Linked DNA regions of Ovis aries: region 2 is linked to region 1. The links are chromatin contacts, called in public Hi-C maps. All regions are on one chromosome and are shown on one strand. Each heading gives the region's core, a stretch centred on a gene start, on an enhancer-like site or on the middle of the called end of the contact. The rest is flanking DNA. Distances are from core to core; before and after follow the strand shown. Region 1 overlaps PALM2AKAP2 (PALM2 and AKAP2 fusion). Region 2 overlaps PALM2AKAP2 (PALM2 and AKAP2 fusion).

Region 1 (7,241 bases), core at 1,754-4,253:
GGATCTGGCCTCTGAGGCGGGTCCTGTGCTTCCTCTGATGACATCCAGAGGCAAAATTTGAAATCCCACATCCCAGTCACGGCAGTGGACAAGGCTACGACTCCTCCCCAGCACCAGTTGGCAGCACAGGTAAGGTGGCCATTTGACTTGCACAGAGGACACATCAGGGCCCTGCGGCCTGCTCTGCTTAGGCCACGGATGACTGTCTGCTCTCTCTTCCCAGGACACCTGGGCCTCTGGCTGGGGGCACTTGTGAAGGCAATGCATTGTCCTTAGCAGGTCTGGCTGGGCCCAGGGGGACGCCAGAAAGGTGTCCTTTGCTACAAGGTCAAGTGAGAAGCAGATGCTTCTACTCACTCTGTTGTGTTTGTCTATTCTCTACCTCCCTACCCTACTCTTGAGCTTCCCTAGTGGCTCAGATGGTGAAGAACCCCCCTGCAATGCAGAAGACCTGGGTTCGGTCCCTGGGTTGGGAAGATCCCCTGGAGAAGGGAGTGGCAACCCACTCCAGTATTCTTACCTAGAGGATCCCATGGACAGAGAATGCTATGGACAGAGGAGCCTGGCAGGCTACAGTCCATGGGGTCGCAAAGAGTTGGACACGACCGAGCAACTAACACAACATCCTACTCTTGAGCGCCTAACACAACACCCTACTGTTAACGATGTCTGTCACCAGCTTCCCAGGCTCCTAGCCTAAATGCACTGTGACCCAAATTCATTCAAACACCAGGCGCCTGCTGCACAGGCAGGTTTCTCTGCTCTGAATAACCCAGATTACTTCCTACTAAAGCCACGATATTTAAATTAGAAACACGTTTCCCCAGGTAATAAGTGACCTGATCCTTTAATCTAGTTATTTTAAAGTTACACCAAAAGTATGAACTCGTTCTTGGCCCAGGAAGAGGGGCACGGTACAAAGAAAAACTTCCTCATGGCTGTGAAACCAGAGGGCATCTGTTTGCTTTTCTTGTCCTGCCTCTCTTTCCTAAGTTGAGTTTTTAAGACACAGGGCACAACTGCTGTGTTCCATAGGCCATGAGTGGCTGTCTTTAATGGTTTATTCAGGGCTCTTTATTTTCTGGCCAAAGTTTCCATCAGGACGGCAAATGGGAGGAGAGGGTGCGACCTGGCAGGGGGAGGATGCCCAGACACTGGTAAGATGTCCGCCTGGGGCTGCTGAGGTTCATCAGCCTTGGAAGCATGGGGTGGAGCCCCAGTCGGGAGGTCTGGGGGAGACAGACTGAAGCCCGAGGGAACCCAAGGAGCATGGAAGGGGAGCACAGAGGCTGAAGAGGTAACGGTGGATCTCTACGGCACGTCCTGAGAACCTGTAGAGTGACAAGCCCTGTGCCGGGGCCCTGGGAGGACCGTAGGGCGCTGGAGTGCGCCTCGCGCTGCAGCAGGGAGCTTACAGCCTTGGAGAGAGAGAGAGGGCAGATTCACATAAAGAGATGTGTTAGCAGAGATAACAAGAGGAGAGACTGCTACAACAGTAACTAGAAGGCAACTGCCTGGTCTGTTCAAGGTGGCAGATGGGGCAGGCTGAGAAGAACGGATGAAGGAAGCTGGAAGCACCAGGGTTCCTCAGTAGCTGGCCTGCACCTCCTCTCCCACCCCCACCCCCACCCCCACTAGAGAAGCCGCTGGGACTCTGAGTGGCCCCTTCCACCCACCCCTGTGAAGGTACGGAGAGTGGGAATGTCCGAGGATGGCTTGCTTCCTGGGTTGGGCTCCAGGCTTCTGGGCCAGGAAGTGGAGGGGAACGACCCTGGAGTTAACCTGGACCGCATTCCAGTCCCAGGCAGAACTTCCTCTCCCCCCACCCCACCCCAGCAGAGCGTCTTCCGGCCTGTAACAGCAAAGGCTGGTGTTGGCCGTGGGAAGCCAGGAGGCGGGCCACTCCCCAAGGAGGCCAGAGACCCAGCTCCTGGCTGACAAGAGGCAGATCTCAGACCCCCGGCATTCCAGGGTACTTACAGCTAAATTTAGACTGGATGGGCTCGGGGATAAGGACATGACCTCTAATAGAGGGGGCTAACACTAACTCTGCCTCTGGGGTTTCCTCCCCTAACCCCCATCCCCCCACTGACCTCCTGCCATGAAGCCATTATGGCTAAATGTGACTCTGACAGTCCGAAAAAGAGCTTTCTGTTCCTACAGGCTCAGCTTTTCTTTCTGAGAGCTTCTCTGGTCTTGGTCAACCTAGCAGTCACCCTCCTGCTATTCTCTCTGGCTCAGGTCTCAGGTCCAGGCTTGCAGACGACGGCATGAAAACACTTCTGGAAGCCCCTTCCATTGGAAACAAGGCCGGGCTGTGTCTTGACTCGAGGACAATCCTGATAAAGAAGCGGTCCCTTTGTAATGTAAAGGGAGTCTCCCACCACTGCAGCCTGCCCTATTAATAGCATCCCCTTCACCCTGCTGAAAAGTCAGTGGCTCAGATGTCAGGCTGCACATCTGGAAGATGTCAAGGTGTGGTTTGATGAACACATTTACAGCTTGGGCTCTCTCTGAAAGAAACGAAAGAGTGTGTGTGTGAAGGGGGTGTGATGGGAGGAGGCGAGGAAAGAAGCTGTTGCCTCTTCTGCAGCCGCTGGTGAAAGGCTTATTTTCTTTGGAGACCCATTCCCTACCAAAGGGATTGCGAAGCACTGGGAGATTTCCCCTGAATGAGGCAAATGCCTTATTTCAGCTCCAAGAAAGGCAAGTTTCGCTTCTTCCTTGATGGGATACACTCCAAGCTCTTTATCAAGGAGTCCTCAGATGTTCTTCCTGCAGAAGACCCTTTTCACTATGAAACTATCTCATAGAACAGTCCCCCACCTCCAGAATAAACCAAGGTCAAGGCCACAGAGGGAACTTTGGCTCCTGCAGCCTGAAATTTCTAGGGTAACTGATTCTGCTGAAAGCAAGTCCCTGGCTTCAGTCCTGTATAACTTAGCTGTGTCCTTCTTAGTTTTAAAATAGTTCGGGATCTTGGATTCAGGCCTGGCCAACCAGTAATGGCAGAGAGCAAAAGCTGGGCTCCACCGTGGACCCAGCAGAAAATCCACTGTGTGAACACAGAGCCAGGAGAAAACGGTGCCAGAGGCTTTCGAGATTAACTCTTTGTCCACAGATGAGTCCTGTACTTAGGAAGACAGCTGATGCAGTTTTCTCCCCATAGCCCTGGGTCCCACAGCAGATGGGCATACATGTTCCCCTGCGAAGGCTCAAGTCACTCTATGAATGTGGCACATTCTGCAACGTGGGCTTGTAGATTAAATAAGAGAAACAGTCACCAGGACTGGTGGGCCACTTGGTTCTGATGTGGAAAGGGGGACACACACACACACTCAGGCACACACATGCACACACTCATGTACCATCTTCAAAGCACTATCTGGCAAAGAGGGGGTGGGTGCCTTTGCCCGCGCTGTATGTGTGGCTCGGAGCTCCTGCTCAGAAAGCCGGGAGTCTGACAAGATTAGTAAGAAAAGAAGCAAGTCTCCTGTCCAAGCCCAGCTGCCCACTCTCCCTCCAGCAGGAAAGGCGTCCACAGCACAGCGCCACAGTCCCCGCCCTGAGTTCCTCCTCCATAGAGACTCTGGCCTCACGAGGGAACCCTCTCCTTGCAGATCAGAAAGCAAAGGACAGTAAGTTAGGTCAGCAGACTCGGCTTACCCTGCCCAGAGTGCCCGCTTCACACGTCCCCGCTCAGAACTGCCTCTTTTTCCAGGCGGTTTCCTGCGCCCTGGCTCAAGCTGGACAAATTCCTTCTGAGTCTCCTGACAGAAGACTGTGAGGTCACGGCTGGCCCTCCCTCTGCTCCTTCAAAGGCCATTCACACAACGAAGAACTTTAACCCCCTTCAAAGAGGCCTGGCCCCTCCCTACAGGCCCCGAGCCTAGAGGGCAGCAGCCAGTCAGCCAGAGGCCTCGCTCGTCCACTCCCTACGTCCAGGGCTGAGTGGGAAGGTGGGAGGCTAGTGATGCTCAAAGGAGCCAGTTGGGGCTGTCTTCTTGGCAAGTTAGAGATGGGCCTTGGGCAGCCAGGGAATGAATATCTCAGTGATGTTCAAGGCGGCAAAGCGAAAAAAAAAAAAACAAAAACCTCACAGATTCTGAAGATCCAGGTTAAACAGACTGCATCCAGTTAAAGGAACCTCTTAGGACAGCTTATATATGTGTGTTTGAGAAGGAAATGGCAACCCACTCTGATATTCTTGCCTGGGAAATTCCATGGATGGAGGAACCTCGTAGGCTACAGTCCACGGGGTCACAAAGAGTCGGAAGACTGAGCAGCTTCGCTTTAGGGTCTACATATGTGTGTATAAAAAAATAAATGCTCACTGCAGAAAATTTGGAAAACAAAAGTCATTCATCTTCCCTCCACTGAGAGAAAGGGAGCTAAGCATGCAGTCTCCTTTTTAGAAATAGGTATTTCATAGAGTTGAGACCACACTATAGGCAGTCTTGTAGCCAAATTTTTTTTTCACTTCACATTATCTCACAAGCACTTTCTGTGTCGTTTAAGGGTCAGGGTCTGATATATTTTCAGTGGTTACATTATATCCCATGTTGAAATGGGACAGAATTTGAAGACAGGGATGAGTGCTAAGTTCATGGGATGTCTGGGGGGAGTGGTTTCCCCTTTCTCAGGGCTAACTAGTATCTTCTGCCACGAAGGAAAAGAGAAAAGATCCACGTGTGCCTTGGGGAGACACAACTGCCTCACATACATCCCTCGCTCTTTCACCAGAGAAGCAGACCCTTAGCACCACACACTAAGGCTCATGCTTCGTTAATGACTGGTTCTCAGCACTGCCTCAGGGTGGACACGTTTCCACTCACCTGGTCACCCAGAACCCTGGGTTACCCTGGGAAGTTTGCGGCATAATTTAGGGTTTTGGCTGGCTGGAAAGTCAGTCAGAATTCCAGGGCTATCAGGGCCATGCAGAATTCATTTTCTTCAGTTAAGGTTTTAGAAGAGACAAAGAGCACAGAGATGCACAGTGAACTAAGTAGAAAGAGGAGGACAGATACCAAGTATAGTCCTGTGGGGCCATCTATTTGGGGTCAGTTTGGGAACAGTCATCCTGGCAAAGCAGCGAACGGTCCAAAGACAGTGGCAGGTCAGCATCGCAGATCCCTGAGACTCTCCCGCGAACACAAGTCTGGGAAGGAATCACCAGCGTGGATGAAGCCCAGGCAGTCTCTTTTGACAAGGAAGCTAAATATGAAGTGAAGTTGCTCAGTCGTGTCCGACTTTTTACAACCCCGTGGACTGTAGCCCACCAGGCTTCTCCGTCCATGGGATTTTCCAGGCAAGAATACTGGAGTGGGTTGCCATTTCCTTCTCTAGGGGATCTTCCCGACCCAAGGATCAAACCCGGGTCTCCTGCATTGCAGGCAGACACGTTACCCTCTGAGCCACCAGGGAAGCTAAACGTATAGTGTACTTTACAACTGTTTACAACATCCAAATGACATTTTTAATGAGCTGAACTGTATTTAGAAATATCCAGGAGTTTCTCGGTGACTGACTGGGTGATACCCAAGTCTCCAGGGAGCGCTATGCTATGGAAACTCTGATGTTAGGCTGCTCTGCCCTTTGGAATAACTGGAATGTTCTACTGTAGGGCCAAATGCATTTCAAGATGCTACTTAGGGTCTAAAGTAAAGTGTGGAGAGGACATCCCATACCCAGAGTGCCACTGCTCTGCTCAGAAATGAGAGAGCAAGGCACGACCCTCCACAAAGAGGTGATTTCGAGCCAAGAGGCAGGAGTGGTACCCAGGACCCACTACATAATCACACCTGCCCCAGTGTACCCATGAGGAGGTGTGTAAAAAATTGTTTTAAATCTGCCCTGTTGGCAAAAGAGGAAATCATATGTGCTCTTGCAGCCTCAAGAGCAAGTGGGCTTCGGCGGTTGTGATGTGCGGGCTTGGATGTTCCAGGGCACGTGGAATCTCCCTGGACCGGGGATTAAACCCATAGTCCCTGCACTGGCAGGCATATTCTCAACCACTGTACCTCCAGGGAGTACTGCACATGCTCTTAAAGTGCTAGTACCTAAGTAACAGATACATTCTTGACTGGAGTCTGAGATGTCATGGTGTATTACACAAACACACAGATATACATGCACTTTGTTATGAGTTGAATTGCATTCCCTCAAACCCAACTTCGTAAGTTGAAGTCTTAACATGCAGGACCTCAAAATATGACCTTATTTGGAGATGAAGGTCTTTACAGAGATCATCAACTCAAGTGATGTCATTCAGGTGGGCCCTAACCCAGTGTGACTAGTGCCTTATAAAAGGAGGAGCTTTAGACACAGAGGCATGCCTAGAAAGAATGTGAAGAGGCCGGGAGAGAAGACAGGGGTCCGTCAACCAAGAAGAGGGGTTTGAACAAGCCTTCCCTGTAGCCCTCGAAGAAGCCACCTCCACCAACACCTTGGTTTGACACGTCTTGTCTCCAAACTGTGCAACAATACATTTCTGTTGCTTCAGCTGCCCACCTTGTGGTATGCTGTCACAACAGGCCCAGCAAAGCAACACCCATGCTCACACATATGCACACGTATCACTCATATTTGTACACACCACATACCCCTCCCTCTGGCTGCAAAAGTATGGTGAAATTAGGAAAAATGTTCTGTGGCAAGATGCTCCAGAAAAAATGGATTGTTCTCAGAGGCAGAGGGAGAAATGAAGTCAGCAAGCTAGATGGAGACCACAAAAGTACAGTCGCAGTCACCTGAGTTGTTGGCAGGGAATGATTTGAGAGGCAGCGAGGTGGGGGGGGGGGTCTCCCGATGGGAAGGGACAGAGCAGAATCCAGCAGTATCCACACTTCGAGGCTACATGTCTATCCTTTTCTGAGTTTATGAAAACTGTGTACTGCCAGTTTGGTTCTCCAGCTGCTGTAGCCTGATCTGTTTTAGTCTCTGAGGTGCCTTGCACTGGGAGCAAGGAATTGCTTTGGAAACTTGATCCTGGTTGTCTGGGAAGCAATGTGCAATTTGTGAGGACCAAGCAGCTGGGGTGGGAAGGTCATCAATGCTACTGCGATCGTCACTCAGCAAAGGTCTACTGCCTGCCTCCTGGGGGCCGCCCTGGGACACCCACGCTCACATAATTTCTCTCTACCCTCCTTTGACCAGCTGCAAGGTGGGGATCCTCATCCATTCCACCAAGGGGCGGGCCTCAGCCTCGGGAGCCATGCCCTCCCCAGGGTCACACAGCTGGT
Region 2 (7,241 bases), core at 3,186-5,685, 66 kb after region 1:
TCCTGTTTCAGAGACGGGGCCGGTGTAGGCGCAGGCATGCGGTGCCCTGGGTATGCCGGAAGACAAGTCCAGGCATCCATCGTTTCCCTCCACGTGGAGCCAGGGTGGGAAAAATAAGGGGGGGGGGGCATAGTTTTCACCTTGGCAATGTGACAAGCCAGGGTTAAACTGCAAAGAAAACAATACTGAAAAATGTGACGGCTCGGGATTCCTTGGATGACAGAGGGGTGGTAATTATGGAGGTGTCCTCATCCCAGGGCCAAAGAGCAGCCTAGCTCAAGTCCTCCTCTTCAAATCAGTCCTGTGGCCTCTGATGAGGGCGCCATGAACCACAGGTCCATCCCAGAGTGTTCACCAAGGAAATGCTTAGACCCTCAAACCACGTGGACCTTCCAACCCTCCCTGAGTCAACTCACTGAGTGTTTAGGTCCCACTGTCTTCAAGACCAAGGTTCTCCTTTGGCTTTCAAAAGACAGATTTTCACAATCTTTTTGTTGGTGGTGGTGGTGACATTTATCTTCTATATCTGCCATTTGGATTTATTTTTTGACTTTTTTTTTTTAAGGTAAAGTTAATACAAATGAAACAAAATTTCTCTGTGGATGCCTGATTTACTGTGGTAAAATATACAAACATAAAATTTACCATTTAAACCATTTTTAACTGTACAGTCAGGGGCACTAAGTATACTCACATTTTTAGCTACCAAACCACCATCCCTCCAGAGAACACTTTTCATTTTTCAAAAATGAAATTGTACCCATTTAATACTAACTCTCCATTCCTCCTTCCTTCTAGCTCCCAGCTCCTGGCAACTACCACTCTAGTCATATTTCTAAGATCTTAACAAATAGCTTCTCCTTTTACTTTCTCTCTACCTTCCTTCCCCTTAGGCAGGCAGGCTGCCAGGAGGATGCTTTGCTTTGGGGATCTGGTGTCAAGGAGTCAAGGTTCTTCCTGGCTTTTGTAAAAAAGCTGTAACAAACTCAGCATATTAAAAACAGAGACATTACATGGCCGACGAAGGTCTATCTAGTCAAAGCTATGGTTTTTCCAATAGTCATGTATGGATGTGAGAGTTAGACCATAAGGAAGGCTGAGTGTCGAAGAACTGATGCTTTCGAACTGTGGTGTTGGAGGAGACTCTTGGGAGTCCCTTCGACTGCAAGGAGAGCAAACCAGTCAATCCTAAAGGAAATCAACCCTGAATATTCACTGGAAGAACTGATGCAGCAGCTGAAGCTCCAATATTTTGGCCACTTGGTGCAAAGAGCCAACTCACTGGAAAAGACCCTGATGCTGAGAAAGATTGAGGGCAGGAGGAGAAGGGAGTGACAGAGGTTGAGGTAATTGGATGGCATCACTGACTAAATGGACATGAGTTTGAGCAGACTCTGGGGGACAGTGAAGGACAGGGAAGCCTGACATGCTGCAGTTCATGAGGTTACAAAGAGTCAGATGGGAATTAGTGAGTGAACAACAACAATAAGCTACTGACAAGATTAAATATTCATGATCATGATCTCAGAGTAGCTGCTCATATGGAAGATTCAACTCACTAAAAAAATATGAAAATTCGAGCTTTTTAAAGTTATACTCTTTGGAAAGAAGGTTCGTTCCAATTTGTGGATGAAAATGGGTCCATGTTAAAGGTTGAAGGTTTTATTCAATTGTACATGAATTATGTCTTCCTCTGTTCTTACCAACTCTGCCCTTGGTTTGGAGCTATTCTTCATAAAGTGCCAGTAATTGTTACTTTGAAAGGGTCCAAGGATTTGCAGTAGTCAATTCTGTGATGATTCTTACTAGCAGTTTCCAGATCAATTTGTGAAAGGCATAAATTGTAGCCCAAAGAGTTTCTTACAAAAGATGGCATACATTATCAAACCCAAGAGGGCCCTGGAGGCGTTCATGAGATGTGACCGCACACTAAGAGGGTGTGTGCTGGAGTCAGGAGGGGCAGCTCAGGGGACAAAGGACTATACGGTTTTCTTCCTCTCAATTATATACCTTTAAGACTGGTCTTAAAGACAAGTTTGTTTCTAATGCTGATTTCCCAATTATTTCCTCAAAACAATTGCTAGGAATCAGTTACCAGGTGTCAAATCTCCCCTTTTTGTGACATAACTGATAATCCTCCACAGTAAACTGATCTCCTGTTCTCTGATTTCCAGTATTCCCTGTAATTCCACATTTCCCAATTTAAAGCCCGCTGGAGCAGATCAGGTGGTCTACTGGAAAAAACACAGGCATCCCAATACTGGGAAGATGCATTCCACTCTGGCTGGAGGCCCAGCTTCATCTGCCCTGGCATCTGGGTCCAAATGCTGGAGCTGGACATTCTGTGTAGCCCACTGGTCACTCCCCAAGGCCCTCCGCCTTTTCATTTGCAAAGGATCATAAGAGTCACAAAAAGAAGGCACACAGAAGTTGCAAAGATGTTGTCTTCTCCTTGGAATGCCTTGGTGATAACTCTAGTTTGGTTCCAAAACTTGTAGAGAACAACCTACCTCACGGATTATGTTTATTAAAAAGAACAGGAAAATGAGTGTTATAATACAAACAGTGAAAGAAAATTGGAAAACACACCAAAGCCCATAAAGAACTCTGTTTTCCAATTCTAGAGCTAAAAAAAAAAAAAAAAAAGCAAGTTTAATGAGCATAAAACAAGAGAGTAGGTAGAGGTGTTCATAGCTATTCTGAAGGAGACGAATGACAGGGATTCGTTACTGGATAGAACTCCAATTCATAACTTATTTCCCCCTTATTACACATTGGACATGCTAGTTTCACTTCCCCAGTCATGGTTCAGGCTGATTTTCAGCTGATAAATGGAGAACAGAGAGAAAAGAAGGAAGGGAGGCAGAGGGGATGGAGGGGAAAGAGTTCCAGATGTTCTGGGCCAAGAATCTAGAGAGGGAGAGAGAGAGAGAAAGGGGAGAAGAGAGGACAGTTTGTCAGTGGAGGTGCTGGAATTACAGGAGCTGAGTGAGAATATGAGAAATGAGTTGCTTCAGTCGTGTCTAACTCTTTTCAACCCTATGGACTGTAGCCCGCCAGGCTCCTTTGCCCAAGGGATTCTCCAGGCAAGAATACTGAAGTGGGTTGCTACTGCCATCCTTCAGGGGATCTCCCCAACCCAGGGACAGAACCCAGGAATGGGGGAGGTGAGTAAATCTCAGGAGGCTGGGAGGCAAGGTGATGGGCAAGAGGCTTTGCCTCCCTTCACCAATCTTGCTGTTTATTCCCTTTCCTCCCCTAGCCTCCAGGTGGCACAGCAGAACAAACACAGCATGCCTGGGGGTTGTGAGCTAGAACAGAGGCCTGAGCAGGTTTAGGGAGTAAAACAAAGAAGCAAAACGCAGTTGCCAGGCAGGACTGGGGAGTGGGAGTGTGACCCCCAGTACGGCATACTCAACACCTGTTCAGAAACATTTCCACTGCATCCTGGGTACCACTGTCAAAACCCTAATGGAAATCTATCATGCTGCAATTGCAGCATGAAATTCACTCTTTGCAAATGCCAGTGAAGAGAATCACATCTGCAAAGCAAAATGCAATCAGTATCATCTCATTTAAGTTAGGCTTGCTAGAAAGCTCCCCTGTGCCTCTGAGGCTATGAAAACATATCTATAGGACATGAATTCCAGATCTGGACAACTAGATCAGAGTTTCTCAGCATCAGCACTATGGACGGGTGGGGCAAGCTGCATCCTGCTAGATTCTAGTTGCACCCATTCCCGCTCCAGAGAGACAAGCCCTCAAGTCAGCCTCCTGATTGCTGTCCTGAGGCTTGGTTAGTTTTCACAGTGGTATCCACCAGACCTTCCTCCCCCAGGTCCAGGGTAGCAGAGCTTCATACACGGTAATGTGCACACAAATCCCTGGGGGTTTTTGTTACAAATGCAGATTCCGACTGGCAGGTCTGGGATGGAGCTAAGGATACTCTAGTTTCAACATAGCCCCTGCGTGATGCTGATGCTTCAGGTCCTCAAACCACACTCAGAGCACCCAGGCCCCTTAGCACTGGTTTAGTCACAGGAGGAGGGAGCAGCATAGGAAAACTGGCTGACAGCCCATAACTTGGCTGGTTACCGGGTAACCTCTCAGTGCCTCAGCACCCTCACTTGAAAAGCCAGGGTGACTGCAAGCATTAAGTAACAGAGTGCAGACAAAGCAACTGGTTTGGCATCTGGCACTCGGAAAATGTTAATTCCCTCCCTCTTTCTCTGAGCTCCTCCCAGCACCGTGCCTAGAAACCTCAAGGTCAAGGCATCCCTGGGGATTACAGGGAATCCCCTAGAAGAAAAAACTCAATTCCATTCTGAGTGGTGGTTGGCGAGGGAGGGATTTCTTCCCTTTTCTTTCTTCCAGCTTACACTCTCTCTGTTGGTTACACCATAACATCTGTCACCCTTTGGAGGCTGTGAATTGTTGAACTGTTTTCGTAATGAAGCATACGATGAAAAGAATATTTAAAAACAATGTACACATTGTGATTTCATGCAAAAGCAATCTCTCCCACTCTCTGGGCCCATCTCCGAGCTGCATTTAACACTGATTTAAACTCTTCTCAAAAGGAAAAATTGATCTCAAACAGGGATGTGCTTCGGATCGGATCAAAATTTCCAAAACCATTTGTGCATATTCCTCCCCAAATGAATGAAGTCTACTCATCTGTAATTGTGTCCAGGGAGAATCCTTGCTATCCTTAGTAAGGATAAAATGTTCTGATGCAAAAATACTGCTCTACCAGGCTAAATATAGCCTTTTGGGTTCACAGAGCACATGGCACATGGACCTTGATTTTAACACACATACAGAGAGAGCTTTTGAATTCAGAGTTGTGTAGATTTTTCTAGAATATTAACTAAGATGAATTCCTTTGGGAAAATCATTCCCTCAACCACCCTCCTGCCCCCCACACATATGAAAAAGTCTCAACAATAGCGTCTTTCTCTATTTGTAGGCTGTATCAAAAAAAAAAAAAAAAGTATGTGAGGCATCACTCCAAACAAAGTAAGTTTCTGCATTATTCCACTGTGCAAATGACATCATGTGAATAGAAGCTGAGAAAGGCAGCTGCCCCGGTAGTTAACTGCCTACAGGAAAGTGTGGTTTGGCCTTCCTCATACTTACACCCAGGTGCAGGGCTTAGTCAGCCCTGGCATAGCTCTGCATTCGAGCCTGGTCAGGCTGGCGGGGAAGAAAGGCAAGCGGGCGTCCTTCCCTCTCTTCTATCTGGGGGTTAGGGCTTCCCCCAGAGTCTGCAGGGCTGGTCTCTGCTAAAGGAAACCCCAGCTTCAGCCCTGGACCCCCAGGATCAGCACGCACACCTTGGAGAAATCACAGGGATGGACAGACAGCCACCTAAAGAACTCCTCTCTCTTCACAGAACTTGGAATGGTACGGGCAACCCGGTCCACACACATGCGCTCCTTCTAACCAAGAAAAAACGAAAACCCTGGAAGGCCTGGCAAAATTCTCTAAATCTCGCTAACCCAGGGCATTCTAAGACCCATGGGGTAACGTTCAACCCAGTCTCCTTTGACAACCCAGGAAAAACTAGCATCACCGTTTATCCTTGCTCAGCACAGTAATCATCCTTTCCAAGGCTTCCTCACTAAATCATATATAGAGCTTATGAAAAAAACATCTGAGAAGAGAGCTTAAGAGTTCCGGGCTGGCACTGGTATACACTGATCTGATTGCTCACCAAGCCTATCTAGCAGATACGGAGTTTGCGGCACTCAACAGAATAGAATGCTCACGTAGAATTCTGTTGATGGAGCCCCAGGATTGCCATCATCATCTGCTCTTGGCATCACCAGCGGAACCGGTTTAAAAGGCAGCATCCAGGCTCCTCCCACAGGGATGATGCTGACAGTTTGTATCACATAGACACTGTCTGCCCCTCCATGGACACCTGGCTAAGGAATCACACGTCCAGATAGACTGCTCAAGTGTAACAGGCAAATTCCTAGGAAACGGCCTTTATGCAGGGCTGAGGCCCCTAGGCAAAGGACAGACACTGGACAGTCACTGGCCCTGAGGTGGACAGTCCCCAACTCCAGAGATGTTTTGAGGAGGGACTTCCCTCCAGTAGACAGTGACTAAAAACTAAACTTCACAGGGCACTGTAAACTGGGTTAGATGCTACAATGTTCTGCTTTTTTAATCATGTTTTTTGTGAATCCCCAACTGCTTTTCTCTAACTGATTCACTTCCTTAAATACATACAGGCTTATTCCAGTCCAGGCCCCCAACGCTGGCTGGCACCCTGAATTTGGTAGAAAAGTCTGGACCAAGGATGAAGGTTACCTTTTATTTATTTTACAATTCTTATTGGAGTCTAGCTGACTTACAATGTTGTGTTAGTTTGGCGTGTAGAGCAAAGTGAATTAGCTATACATCCACATATATCCACTCTTTTTTAGATTCTTTTCCCATATAGGTCGTTATAGAGTGCTGAGTAGAATTCCCTGTACTATGTAGTAGGTCCTTATTAGTTATCTATTTTAGATAGTAGTGTGTATATGTCAATCCCAATTTTCCAAATTATCCCTCCCTACCCTTTCCCTCCTGGTAACCACAAGATTGTTTTCTACATCTGTGACTCTATTCTGTTTTGTAAATAAGTTCATTTGTACCATTTTTTTTTTCTAAGAACCCACATATTAGCAGCATATTTGTCCTTCTCTGCCTGCCTTACTTCACTCAGCATGACAGTCTCTAAGCTCATCTATGTTGTAGTAGATGGCGTTGTTTCTTTCTTTTTTATGATTGAGTAGTGTTCCATCTGAATGCAGAGTTCCAAAGGATAGCAAGGAGAGATAAGAAAGCCTTCCTCAGTGATCAATGCAAAGAAATAGAGGAAAACAACAGGATGGGAAAGACTAGAGATCTCTTCAAGAAGATTAGAGATACCAAGGGAACATTTCATGCAAAGATGGGCTCGATAAAGGTATGGACCTAACAGAAGCAGAAGATATTAAGAAGAGGTGGCAAGAATACACAGAAGAACTGTATAAAAAAGAGCTTCACGACCCAGATAATCACGATGGTGTGATCACTCATCTAGAGCCAGACATCTTGGAATGTGAAGTCAAGTGGACCTTAGGAAGCATCACTATGAACAAAGCTAGTGGAGGTGATGGAATTCCAGTTGAGCTATTTCAGATCCTAAAAGATGATGGTGTGAAAGTGCTGCACTCAGTATGTCAGCAAATTTGGAAAACTCA

The links. Hi-C and Micro-C count contacts between places; a contact is called where the count stands out from the background.
Region 2: a Hi-C map of hypothalamus shows a contact between it and region 1, with 1.9 times the contacts expected there. The contact joins two enhancer-like sites. A contact is called at or near these places in 3 of 16 Hi-C or Micro-C datasets (hypothalamus, muscle and tail adipose tissue).

Annotation. Positions count from the first base shown.
Region 1 is chr2:13,208,213-13,215,453 of ARS-UI_Ramb_v3.0, forward strand. The region is part of intron 7 of PALM2AKAP2 (PALM2 and AKAP2 fusion); the gene reads right to left. Among named protein-coding and RNA genes, the nearest start is that of C2H9orf152, 70 kb to the left of the region's middle. Within about 2 kb of position 3,004, at least 27 of the 54 cell types and tissues checked have an H3K27ac peak or open chromatin away from gene starts, as enhancers often do. A contact at or near this core is called in hypothalamus, where this site is marked.
Region 2 is chr2:13,273,011-13,280,251 of ARS-UI_Ramb_v3.0, forward strand. The region is part of intron 7 of PALM2AKAP2 (PALM2 and AKAP2 fusion); the gene reads right to left. Among named protein-coding and RNA genes, the nearest start is that of C2H9orf152, 130 kb to the left of the region's middle. Within about 2 kb of position 4,436, at least 12 of the 54 cell types and tissues checked have an H3K27ac peak or open chromatin away from gene starts, as enhancers often do. A contact at or near this core is called in hypothalamus, where this site is marked.